Linked DNA regions of Bicyclus anynana: region 2 is linked to region 1. A link is a contact called in public Hi-C data. All regions are on one chromosome and are shown on one strand. The core of a region is the stretch at or near the end of the contact, and the rest is flanking DNA. Distances in the headings are between cores, read along the strand shown. Region 1 holds the start of LOC112053604 (arginine/serine-rich protein PNISR). Region 2 overlaps LOC112048022 (gustatory and odorant receptor 22).

Region 1 (6,445 bases), core at 2,445-4,944:
CTTTTCTCTGAAAACAGTATCAAGTATTGTTATAGAGAGCAGCTTAAATATAAGTTAATGTTTGTACAGATGTTGATTAAATTTACAATAATGAAAACCATTGAAAACTGGTTAATCATATTTTAACAACAATCAACATAATATAGGTCAAAGAAATATGGCCACATAACTAGCAAAACCCCACAATTTTACCCATGCAGTTCCCATTTCCATGGGCGTATAGTGATAAAATATATTACTCCGTGATAATGTAGCTTTCCATGGGTGAAATAATTTTCATATCAGCCCGTAAGTTTCAGAGCCTATGCAAACAAACAAAAAACCATCTTTCTGGTTTTTTATGTAGTTGAATGACATAAAGAACGGCCAAAAACTTTTAGTTTAGTAAAAGATGGAGTAATGTTTCATTTGTAAGTAATAATAATAATAAGCCCTTTATTCTGTGTTAAGAAATTACAATTATATATACAATACATTTTGTTTTCATTTTTTTAAAGAATATCTCTTAACATAGTGTGCCTTTCGGCATAGGCCTCCTCCAGCGACTTCCACTGCTCTCTCTCTAATGCGACCCTTCTCCACTTTGGACCTGCTGTGAGCTTTAAGTCATCCTCCCATCTAATGAACTGTTTACCCCGATTCCTTCTGCCATCTCTAGGGTACCATTCCGTCACCAGTCTGCTCCACTTCCCCGTAGTGTCCCTTAGCATGTGGCCTGTCCATCGCCACTTTTGCTGGTCGACACGAGTTAAAACATCGGTGACCCCAGTTTTAGTTCGAAGGTCAGTGTTTCTTACCCTATCCTTTTTCTTGTGGCCAGTCATGCTCCTCTCCATGGATCGTTGGCACCTGGCCAGTTTAGCCCTTTGAGCCATGGTGAGCGCCCAGGTTTCATTTGTAAGTATTTCTACCTTAATTTTATCAAATTTGTAATATAAACAATTTTTAAAAAGAATCGATTCTTTTGATGGAACAGCAAAAAATCAATCAATTAATCTATTATTCTATGTATATATTCTGTGGAGTCTACGCCTGTGTAGACTCCACAGAATATATAATGTATGGACACAGAATATTTATTGGTGTTTAATATTTTCGTTGTGTGAGTTTACCTTGTCCCCCTCTAAAAACAACTACTTTTTTTGTTAGTGAATTTTGGTGTGAATCATGTCCATAGTCTAAATAGTCAAAGCAGAACTCTTAGAACCCACAAAAGCTTATTAGTATAAGCTCTAGAAGATATCAACTATGATATACTGGGCATCAGAGAAATGTGAAGAGCAGACTAAAGGATAGGACGAGATAGGATAGACGATAGACAAGAAAAGTACATATTATACCAAAATGGAGAACCAGGCTGTCAAAAGGGAGTAGGTTTCCTAATAAAACAGACTGAAGAAACACCTACGAGCTGGAGGAGGCCTATATTTTATTATTAGTGATTGAGTTACCTAGTTCTATTTCTACTGGATTTGTTATCTCTATTCTTGCTCTTGGAGCGTCTGTCTCGACTCCTACTACTACTCCTGTTTGTCTGCTCAGCTTGAGGTGCCGTCCAATATCCGTGCTGGAATGTAGGCCCTGGTGCTGTGCCTGTTGTATATCTGTAAAATTTTAAATATGTTTAATATTAAAATGAGCATCCAAAGGATCCAAAATAACATACTAAGGACTATCATGGATGCCCCTTGGTTCACTTGCAACAATGAAACCCACCAATACCTTGAAAAGCCTCAGAAAATTTCTGTTGGCACTTTAACAACAAATACTTACATACAGAATAAAATAAATACCTGGCTGGGGCTGCCTACAACAAAAAGAGTGATTGTTTTTGCTTTGCTTTTGGTAGTCATAGACAATAGTATGGAACTCTTCCTGCACAAGTCTGACTCGCACTTGGCCAGTTGACAAGTTAATCTATATAAAATCTATGACCAAGTATGGAAAAGGTGTAGAAATAAAAAAGAAGATATATCTATAACATCATAAAATTCAAAATTCATGTATTTGAAGTATGCTTAGCTTACAAGCACTTTTGAAATATGATGTTTCTACAATCACGGACGCTTAGAAAATTAAAAAATGTATGAGAATGACATTTGCAGCCCCAGGTCTGTCTGTGTGCATTGACTAATGCCCTACCACTGATTCAAAAGGCAGAATCTGTTGGGAAGAGACATGCAACAAACTCAACAGTTGCTCTTAAAAACAAGGATACTCACCCAGGCATTGGTGCAGTGTTGTCTGCTGCAAAGCCATCCATGATCGGTGCCATGTTCATTGATGGATCTGCAGCAATCTTGGAGTCTCCTGGCCCACTGCCAGGCCAGCCCCAACCTAAAATTGTACAAATTTATCATCTAATTATGTAAAAATTCCATGTAGAGATAAAATATGTTAGCATTCCATGGATTCATTTTTTTTATTCATTCAGGATTTAGTGTGGGCCATTGTGTTTCAAAGAGAAAAAGGTAAGGTTCAGGACATCCTTGACAGTTAACTAACACTCCCTTTCTCCGCTCATGTTTTTCTCCCTGCCTAGCCAAATTTGGTATGATCCTACTAGAGCAGCTTTGGATACTCTTTCTAATTTAAAACAAAACTTGCTGCCGTTCTAGTGAGGCCAAGGTCTTTAAGCAAGTTTTAGAGATTTTGCTGGTAATCCTCTTGTGCCTACTTCTACAACATACAAACTCATTTTTAGTTAGTTCACAATATGTATTCACTTTCATACTGTGGTTATTCTGAATGATTGTCTCCCATGGCACAGTAAGCTCTACAAGAACTATCTGTTTAGTTTGTATGGAAAAAAGGAAAATGTCTAGTTTAGATCTCACAATACCGATATCCTCTGGGATTCTTTGCTGGTGGTAACTAGCCTAAGAAAACCTCAATTAGCCCAGCCAGGGATCGAACTCAGGACCTCTATGTTGTAAATCCACCGCGCATACTGCTGCACCACGGAGGCCGTCAAATTTCCACCAAACAAACTCTTCAGCTTTATAATACTTGTACAGATTAATCAAATTCAATAACACAATTTTTCCAACAAACCTTCGGAAAAACAAACATTGACAATACAGAATTTTAGGTACTAATCTGTACTTTTTCATACTTCATAGAGTTCTTGAACTTAGATGGTTGTACCTAATAGATGAAACTCATAAAATCTTGGCAATGAAGGTGATCCGATTAAATACTGGTTGGTAAATACTAACCCCATTGATTCCATGTACCTCCCCATGAGTTAGAAGAGGCGTTCCAGTCAGAGCTGCCAGCATTAGACAGTTCACAATTGGTTTCCGGATTTTCAACTTCCATCGGAGCTTCGCCTTCTTCCTCTGGTTTCGGCGGCGGAGGAGCCACAATGGCCGCAGCTTCCTTCATAGCAATCCATTGCTGCGCCAAAGCGGCCCAGTCTACCTGACTAGAATCTACATTTTGATAAGCAGTAGGATTTAAAGCCCACTGCGTAGGATATGCAGAGTTTGCGGCATCTTTTCCGGAGAACATGATGGCAAATTGTTTACAAGTATCACTTTGTTAATCTTACATTTAAAACACATTTAAAACATTTCATTAGCGTTTGCACTTAAAAATTATAATAAAGGCATAGTTATTGCTTAAAATATGTTTGCTAAAAATTAAAACAATTTACAAGTGCACACATTTTTCCATTACAAAGTTTTTTTTTTTAATCTTGGTTGTAAACCATAGACAAAGAAAAGATATTTTTTAAACTAGAATAGATTAAATTTTTATATCTATTTGTCTATGATGCAGATAAATAAGTCTTTACATTTTAATGTAGAATATATTAAACTAAAAAATTATTTATTTTAAATTCAATACATTAATTAATAATGTCTCTTTAGTTATTGATAATAATTATGTACTTGAATCATAGATACTAGATGATTATTTTTAGTTAGACTATTCACTACTAGATGGCATTGTTTTAATTTTTTTTAATTGCTAGGTACCTGCTTGAGTTCTAGTCTTTTTAATTCAAATGAACTATGAGGTGCCTACACCCCGCGGTTTCACCCTCGTAGTTCCCGTTGCCGTGAGAATACGCGGCGAATATATAGCCTATAACACTCAAATAATGTGGTTTTTTTAAAAGAATATTTGCCATATCTTTTTTTTTTAAATATGACGAATACTCCAACTTCCCTCCAACTAGTCGGGAAAGACTGTATTAGTCGGGTATGACATTAGGCTAATGGGTCGGGGATCGAACAACCAACCCTCGGTGATGAGTCCGACCACTCTTACCTTTGAGCTATTGAGGCTCTTGAAGTCTTGAGGATTGATAAAACAATATTCAAAATGTGGAGTGGTAAAAGAATATACAAAATCGGTTCAGTAGATTGAGCTAGTTTGGCTAATGTCCATTACATTAGCCAAACTAGAGACTCAAATCGCCCGGCAAATTAAAAACAATTCCCAAAATTATAATGCAAACAATGGATTATCTCAGTTGAATATTTGCAATTAATTTTTTGAATTTTGTTGTTGTTGTTTCTTTTAAATTGTCATGTTGGTTTATTTTTTCATATATTTTTTTTTAATTTGTCAGGTGATTTCAGTCTCTATTTTCAGTAGCCAAGTTATTTTCACTATAATTTCTTATTTTATCAAGTTTCTCATCTACGTAAAGATTTAATAAAGGCAATCATTGAGACCGTCAGTTCGATGGTAAGTTTTGGGTTAGTTTTGGGTGGACAGCTTTCTGTCAAAAAATGTAGGTAGGTACTTACCAAGCAACTTAATATTTCGATTTTCGGTATAGATAGAGTTCAAATTAGGTAAAGTTAGCGCTTTACTATTTGAACTGTGGCATCACTTAACGCCTGGAGAGCATTGAGATGGCATTTAAGCGCTACCCTCAGACTATAGAATGGATAATAATAATTAATTAATTGCTATCCAGCTCGAGTGTTCGTAAATATCCCTGTCCCATATTTCTCCACAGTTCCTTTTTCTCGGTAGGTAGATTTATCACCGATTTGCGGATATTCTGAAAAAGCTACCTAAACAGGCTCATAACATCGATCTCCTATTATAAAGTGGATGCACAATCAGCGACCAAAAAATGTCCCCACTCAATGAGTGCCAAACACAACTTTTTGGCACTCAATTCAAGTACCTAGTCGCATTTGCAAATTCAACCTTAAACTCAATCTAGGTTGAATTTGCTCTAAATTTGGGATTTTATTGAATATTGGATTATATTTAAAGGCCTTTATTATAATTTTCTTTACCAATAATTCTAAAATTGTCAAAGCAAAATTGGCCAGTTTTTAAGTGAAATTTTTTACATGATTGTGCGTCCTTTGCCGCACCTTTAAAGCCGTGATAGCCGAGTGGATATGACCTCTGCCTCCGATTTCGGAGGGTGTGGGTTCGAATCCGGTCCGGGATCATGCACCTCCAACTTTTCAGTTGTGTGCATTTTAAGAAATTAAATATCACGTGTCTCAAACGGTGAAGGAAAATATCGTGAGGAAACCTGCATACCAGAGAATTTCTTAATTCTCTGCGTGTGTCAAGTCTGCCAATCCGCATTGGGCCAGCGTGGTGGACTATTGGCCTAACCCCTCTCATTCTGAGAGGAGACTCGAGCTCAGCAGTGAGCCGTATATGAGTTGATAACGACGTGCGTCCTTTTATTATAAGAAGTCAATGGCTCGTACGCGAGGGACCAGCCGATGTTGAGTCAAAACTAAAAAACCAAGCGCTGTTACGTGCATAACGGCACTTTTAGTCTTAATTTGATCTAACTTTGGCGTCCAAAAGACATTAAATTATCTTGTTATTGTCGTGTGCGCGGCCAAGTGAAGTGTTAGTGAACTTTCTTTTGTTTTTTAATTGATTAGCTATTAGTGCGATGAATCTGAATCTCAGAAAAAAATGGAGTTGTTACCTCATAACTTCGTCATTTCTTAACCAATTTAGAAAATTCTTTTTTCGTTTGAAAGAGTAGATATACTTCCAGATTGGTCCCATTTAATCTTCATGAAAATCGGTTCAGTAAAAAGTGTGTTAAAATATAAATAACGAAATTGCCCGTACTGTGGTGCTTTCGTTTACTATGCTAGGACCTGCTAGAGTGCTAGGACACAATAAAAACAGAAAAATAAAATCTTTTTAACAAAAAAGTCGAACCGACTTCAAAATCACAAACATAAACTAAAAAGCGAAATTAAATGGATTCGAGTATGGCTTTAATATACTTGTAGGTCCTAGTTACTTAAAGTTCTAGTCTTTTAATTCTATAATATTCGCAAATAAAACAATACATTAACATATAATATTAATTTATTTTCCAGTTTTCACACAATAGCAGTCATTCTCCGAGCATAATTTTAAATTCCTCACAGCACGAGTCACACTTGGCTTATATTAATTTAGACAGTGAGCCTTTTATCACATCTTTGAA
Region 2 (6,553 bases), core at 190-2,689, 340 kb after region 1:
TGTGGCTTTCTAATAGTAAAAGAACTATCAAAATCGGCTTAGTACAATTTGAGATTATCCCCTACAATACCACAAACAGTATCTCTCTATAATATTAGTAGTCAAGTCGTTAGTTTTCATAAAACATTTAATCTTTAATTTAACTTTTCCAACACATTATGTTTATCTGATAGCTCATGCATTTAATTTAAAAAATTTTTTAATAAAAAAAATACAACCGACTTCAAAACCTAAAAACGTACCCACTAAACTAAAAAGCGAAAAATAACATCATAATATGTTCTACCTGCTGATCAGTATGAAGGCGGTGCTTAGCCGGTGTTGTCTTAATTTAAAGTTCTCAGCAATACGAATTAATCAAGTCCAAACACAAGGTAGTTACTGTAAACTGTTAAGGAGTTCCCTTAATTGTCCTTGGTCTTCATCACCAAACCCCTAAATGACAGTCACAACCTATCTATGTGGAAAGTTCTCATTAATACAAATTAATCAAGCCCAAACACAAGGTAACTGCTGTAAATCGCCGAGGAGTTCCCTCGTCTGTTTTATGGCTCCATCATCAGATCGACTTCAAACCTTCATGAGATTGTAGTGCTTAAAAGTACTAAATGGAAAAAAGTTTACGAACACGCAGACACCCATATAATTTTCGAAAGTTCCCCTCAATTCCTCCAGGATTCCATCATTAGATCTTGACATGATGGCAATGGGACCAAATGGGGACTATACCGTTTCAAACAAAAAAAGAAATTTTGAAATCGGTCCATGCGTCTTTGAGTCAGTCCTCCTTTTTGAAGTCGGTTAAAAATGATGGACTTTCATACCATATTATAAACACAGCGACAGAATTTTCTAAACTTCAAATATCAAATCGTTTATTTGTTGACACAATACTTATACATACAATGGTAAAATAAATATAATGTTATTAAAGTGTGCCTATATCACGACCGATCGGCATGCAAGATGTTAATTAAATAAATAGAAATATTAACTTAAATATCAATATTATGATAGTCAACAATGGGTATACGTCAAAAGTAAATGAAATTCCTTATGTGTTTAATTCAAAAATAAAGGATTTTCCTCCTTTAGTTATCAATCTATTTGTCAAAAGAAAAAAATAAATAAATCCGACTCTTAGTTTGTGTGTATCATTTAACTATTCAGCAACATACCGGCAACTCCTTTCACTGACGCGTCCACCGCACGTAATCCGTTATCAGTTCACCACGTGTAAACAACGCCGAGATTTTCCTCCACACGACGATCGTCCTCAGATATACTCGTATCTCACAGACACCAGCCTAAGGAACTGTTTAACAAATGTTTCCACACACGGAAAGGAAATTAAATCGAATCACTTCGAAACTGTAATCACAGTACGTCGTGTACCGTTCGTTATCGCATTGATACTAAATTACTAACGTGAGGGAATTGTACACTCACGCGACTATCTTAATGGCACGATATCATAATAGTGACAGCGAAATAGCAACGCCGAAACCGGTCGAATTGTCCGTCTGAATATGGATGGATGTTTTGTATTTTATGGGTGTTACGCAATGGTGAAGTGGTGGCCGAGACTTTCGCCTCTGTACTACCGGTTAGGCGCCCACGTTGGTCGAGGCGTTTTATTTTAGTACGCCGGCCTATATTGTTTGTGGCTAGAAATCATAGATGCTAGTCGCAAGCGTGCGCTAATGCATGGATTATAGCGCGCACGGTCACTGTTGATACTTTTATAATCTATATCTATACTTCTATACTAATATTATAAAGAGGTAAAGTTTGTAAGTTTGTAAGTTTGTCACATTTTTTAAATGGGGTAATCTTCGGAACTACTGGTCCGATTTTAAAAATTCTTTCACCAGTAGAATGCTACGTTATCGGGGAGTACTATATGCTATATTCTATATTGGTATTATATAGATTAGCCGAGTTATCACAGTTTTTGTCATACAGGTCGGACTAAAAACCTTTTAAACAGACTTATTCGCATGCGCTGCCTTAACCATTGTGTAAAATTGAAATTAATGTATGGAGACTTTATGTATCTTTAAAAGTTCTACAAAAAAGTCCGCGACACCATATATCTATCTTCTATATATTAGCAGATATAGTACCTTTTGTGTTTTAAAAATTATTAATTTTATATACTTAGGTTTACGTCATTATTTATACAACTAAACTTTAATCCTTATTAAAATAAATTATTTAATAATCACAAGGAGATAAGATTTGCCCTTTACAGTATGTTAATTACTTAAATAGTTTCGGAGATAATACAAAATTTCTAAAAGACGCAGAAATTCCGCTATATGACGCCCGGCGCTTTCATTTACGTAGTTCCCGTTCCCGGGTGAATATGGGGATCAAACATAGCCTATGACACTTGCAAATAACGTAGCTTTCTATTGGTAAAACAATTTTCCAAATCGGTCCAGTAGATCCAGAGATTACCTCCTACAACCGCACGACCTTTACCTCTTTATATTATTAGCATAGAAGTCTCTATTTGGTCATGCCACCACTCTCGAAGGACCGGACCGATTTTGCTAAGGGTAGGAGTAAGATAGAGAAATTACAGGGTAGGGTAGGGTACAGGTAGGGAAGCGTAGGGGTAGTGTAGGGGTAGGGTTGGTTTAGGGCCGGGTTTAGGGTATTGGTAGGGTAGGGGTAGAGGTAGGGTAGTGGTAGGGTAGAGGTACGGGTAGGATAGGGAAGTGGTAGGGTAGGGGTAGGATAGGCGTGAGATAGGGGTACGGGTGGGATAGGGGTAGGAAAGGGATAGGGTACGGGGAGAGTAGGGGTTGGATGGGGGTAGGATGTAGGTAAGATAGGGGTAGGGTAAGGGTAGGTTTGGGGTAGGGTAGGGGTAGGGTGGGGGTAGGGGTAGGGTAGGGTAGGGTAGGGGTAGGGTAGATGTAGGGGTTAGGTAGGGTAAGGTTGGGGTAGTGGTAGGGTAGGGTAGGGGTAGTAGTAAAGTTGACATCGAAATTTACGCGGACGAAGTCGCGGGCGTCCGCTAGTTATATTTATATTACGAATCATTTACTCGTGATTGCACGAGCAGCCCCAGGGCTTGTCTACCCGGGTGCAGGGTTAAGAATTCTTTACGTAACCAACACTCTCCTTGTGTCCTTTTTTCCGCGTTCATTAATACAAAATATTTTTTATGGAATAACACAATTAAATATCATTATACAGTAAAACTTAAAAGACATACCATTGTGGCGGCGGCAATAGATTACAGTCTCGGTAATTTTTCACACATTAAAATTATAGAGAACCATAAACTTAGCTACAGGAATTCTAAAAAAATTACAGCTTACAAAATCACTTCAAATAAAAAGTTTTCAAACATAATTATAAGGTTATATTGTTTATTAATGACGTTGTCTCGTACTATTTTAGAGTTAAATGCGGTATGGTCTTGTGGTATTTAGAAGTTAAAACTTAAGTTTAACGACACATTAACGAATGGCTTAAATAAGAAAGGTGTCAGTGAATGAAGTGCCGTTACTTTATATTAAAATGACCGTTTAAAGCTATTGAACTCTAAGCCGGCCAATTTAAAATAAAACAGTAAATATCGAAACTGAATTTTAATATAAAATGCAAATATTGATTAATTATCTCTTCCTCAATTAACGGGTATCTGAAGTGTTCTCGTTCAAATAAAGCAAAATGCTTGCGTGTTTACACGTTATAAATTGTGTATCCGTCGCATTATATATTCGATTTTAATTTGGTAACCGTTTTTAAATTACACTATAGGTGTTTCGTATTTCAGAGGCTAAGCTAATAAATTAATTTTTACATTGAAAACTAATTCGTGAATGTATTAAAATTTAATTATCGCACTACATGAAAGGTTGCCAATAACTCTTGAAATTGTTTATTATACTATTAAGTAGGTATCAGATCTGAAGCGGGAAGATTGGCCTACAAAATCTATTTTAAATTGTTTGAGGAAAATACCGGCTTATCTCTAAGTTAGGTACCTACCTGTTTAAATGACATACATGCTGACCCGGTGAACTTCTTATCACAAACAAATTAAGACAAACGTATCGTTTTATCAGTGACAAGAGGTTAGCGGGAAGCCCAAAGGTACAATATAATGTCGCTAGGGAAGCCACACAAAATTACCTATTACGACTTTTTTATATTTTTTTTGGAATGAAGTTCTTTTATGCGGATTAAAAATACAAACAACTATAATATAATGAACAGCGTGACAACTGGAACGTAACACCAGAATCCACTATCACGCAAAAGATAATAAAAAGATAATACACTACAAGCCCTTGGAAAAAATTAACCTGTGAAATGATCCAACGTGAATAACGCTTAGAAGGCTGTTACTATATTAGAAAATAACTCTAATTAAATAATTAATTAATTTAATTAGAATTATTTTCTTTATGTTAGTTAGTTAGTTACTTAGGTTAATTTTGTCCATGGGCTTGTAGTCTATAAGTAATCAATTAGCCTCTTATTTATACAATTTATATCGAAACATTTTTTTTTATAAATTAATATTTCTCTTAATAATATGATATTCAATTATAGAGAACTTATTAATATTATTATTTGGTATTATGAATTGTAACCGTACGTCTTTCAACTTGGTACTCGTAACAATTCAACTAAATTTTCTTCTCTCCATAACTCATCAAGATCATCTGTGAAGTCTAAGATCTAAAGGCTCAAACTTAGACCGCATTATTGCTTTCCATCAGGCATAGGTAATTGTAGTCAAGCGCGAGCCTATCGTAAAAAAAATATAAATGTTAAAATAGTGCAAGTATCAAGTGACCTTGTTCGCTTAATCAGTGATAAAGACGAAGCAGCCCATACAAGGCTACACGCAAGGCTGAAATTATATCGGCGACGCTTAAAAACGCCGCATGTACAAACAATGTGTCTTTATTATATTTGCATATGGAATTCACATATCGACATCTAGAAGCCGCGGGTCCGTGTTATGTTGGCTTACGACTTGTAATTATTTATTGTTGGCCGTCATCGCCTAATGAGGGCTATTTCAATAAATGTATGGGATACTCTAAAGTCGTGATGTCACGAGAGAACAATGGTGGATTTAAGATCAATTAACACATACTATAAAGGAAAATCCCATACAGCACGCAGTATATTATATTTAAATAGAATAACACAACCCACATTAATGTTCTAGCATTAATACAGAATACATATTAGTAACGCTTATTTTGTTACGCTTTCATCTCTCTGTCACTACATTAGGACAATTTTTTCGACAAGTGCCTTTCTACTTTCATTGTCCTATATCCAATCTGATGTAGATAATAAATATCTCTTGGCATTATGTTAATTAATTATTATATTATATTCGTTAAAAAACAACCATACCAATCTATACTGACAACTATAATCTATTGCTGACAACTGTAGTTTTGACATAAGTTATTTTAATTAGTGAATGCTGTGATAACCTGTAATTAGCTGTGCAATAACTTAGTATATTAATGCAAATTATTGGCATGTGACATTGTATCAGCTGTTGGTTGTCCTTATTAAATAAATATACAAACTAATCTATTTTGATAAACTTTTAAGTTTATCACTGACGTACCTACTTACCGAAATAAATATTTTATCAAAATATTTATTTAAACTTGTTACAAAATATGTATTTCGTTGTTTATTATCCGGAACGAAACCAACCATGGTGTTCTACTGTGCACACAAGTCTTTACCATCGGCATGAATAATTATCCCCACCGTTCGGACTATGGCATCATCGTAGAAAATTACTAGAAGTTATGATTACTTATAACGTTTTACAACTGTGTCAGTATACACTACTAACAGTCGCCCGGCGATTTCACTTGCGTAGTTCCCATTCTCGTGAGAATCATCATTAACAACCCATATTTCGGTAAATGTGGAACACGAGTCTCATGACAGAAATGAGAGGGGTTAGGCCTTATACCACGCTGGCCAAATGCGGACTGGCAGACTTCACACACGCAGAGAATTTCCTCACGATGTTTTTCTTCACTGTTTGAGACACGTGATATTTAATTTCTTAAAATGCACACAACAGACAAGTTGGAGGTGCATGCCCCGGATCGGATTCAGAAGGCAGAGATCATATCCTCTAGGCTATCACGTCTCCCGTAAAAATGCGGGGAGGAAATATAGCCTATGACACTCGCGAATAACGTGTCTTTCTATTGGTATAAAACATTTTAAAATCAGCTTAGTAAATCCAGAGCTTCCCCCTTCAACCTTACAAACTTTACATCTTCATAATACTAGTATAGATACAGTATCAACTCAAGAGTGTTGAAGAATTATATTTTAGAGAGTTATTTTCCTCTTAATCTTTATCTGTTCTATACTTATAATAAAACTGGTCGTATTCTATATATTTATTTGCATTTTGAGATTTTACTTATACCATTTGTAACAACAAACGTTAGCGTGGTATAACGGATGACAGCGCGATCTAGAATCTATACTTGTAATACGAATTCTGTACATTTGGTACATTCTGTAC

Evidence for each region. Hi-C and Micro-C count contacts between places; a contact is called where the count stands out from the background.
Region 2: a contact with region 1 is called in a Hi-C map of whole body, with 3 times the contacts expected there. The contact joins the enhancer-like site here to the promoter of LOC112053604 in region 1. A contact is called at or near these places in 2 of 2 Hi-C or Micro-C datasets (whole body and whole larva).

The regions. Positions count from the first base shown.
Region 1 is chr13:9,354,564-9,361,008 of ilBicAnyn1.1, forward strand. It overlaps LOC112053604 (arginine/serine-rich protein PNISR), which reads right to left and starts at 3,695. Exons shown (of 12, transcript XM_024093066.2): 1 at 3,219-3,695; 2 at 2,223-2,337; 3 at 1,452-1,604; 4 at 1-7. The coding sequence starts at 3,513. LOC112053606 reads right to left here. Exons shown (of 2, transcript XM_052884972.1): 2 at 6,307-6,445.
Region 2 is chr13:9,699,037-9,705,589 of ilBicAnyn1.1, forward strand. All of the region lies in intron 1 of LOC112048022 (gustatory and odorant receptor 22), which reads right to left. Among protein-coding and RNA genes, the nearest start is that of LOC112048022, 62 kb to the right of the region's middle. Within about 2 kb of position 1,440, at least 8 of the 8 cell types and tissues checked have open chromatin away from gene starts, as enhancers often do.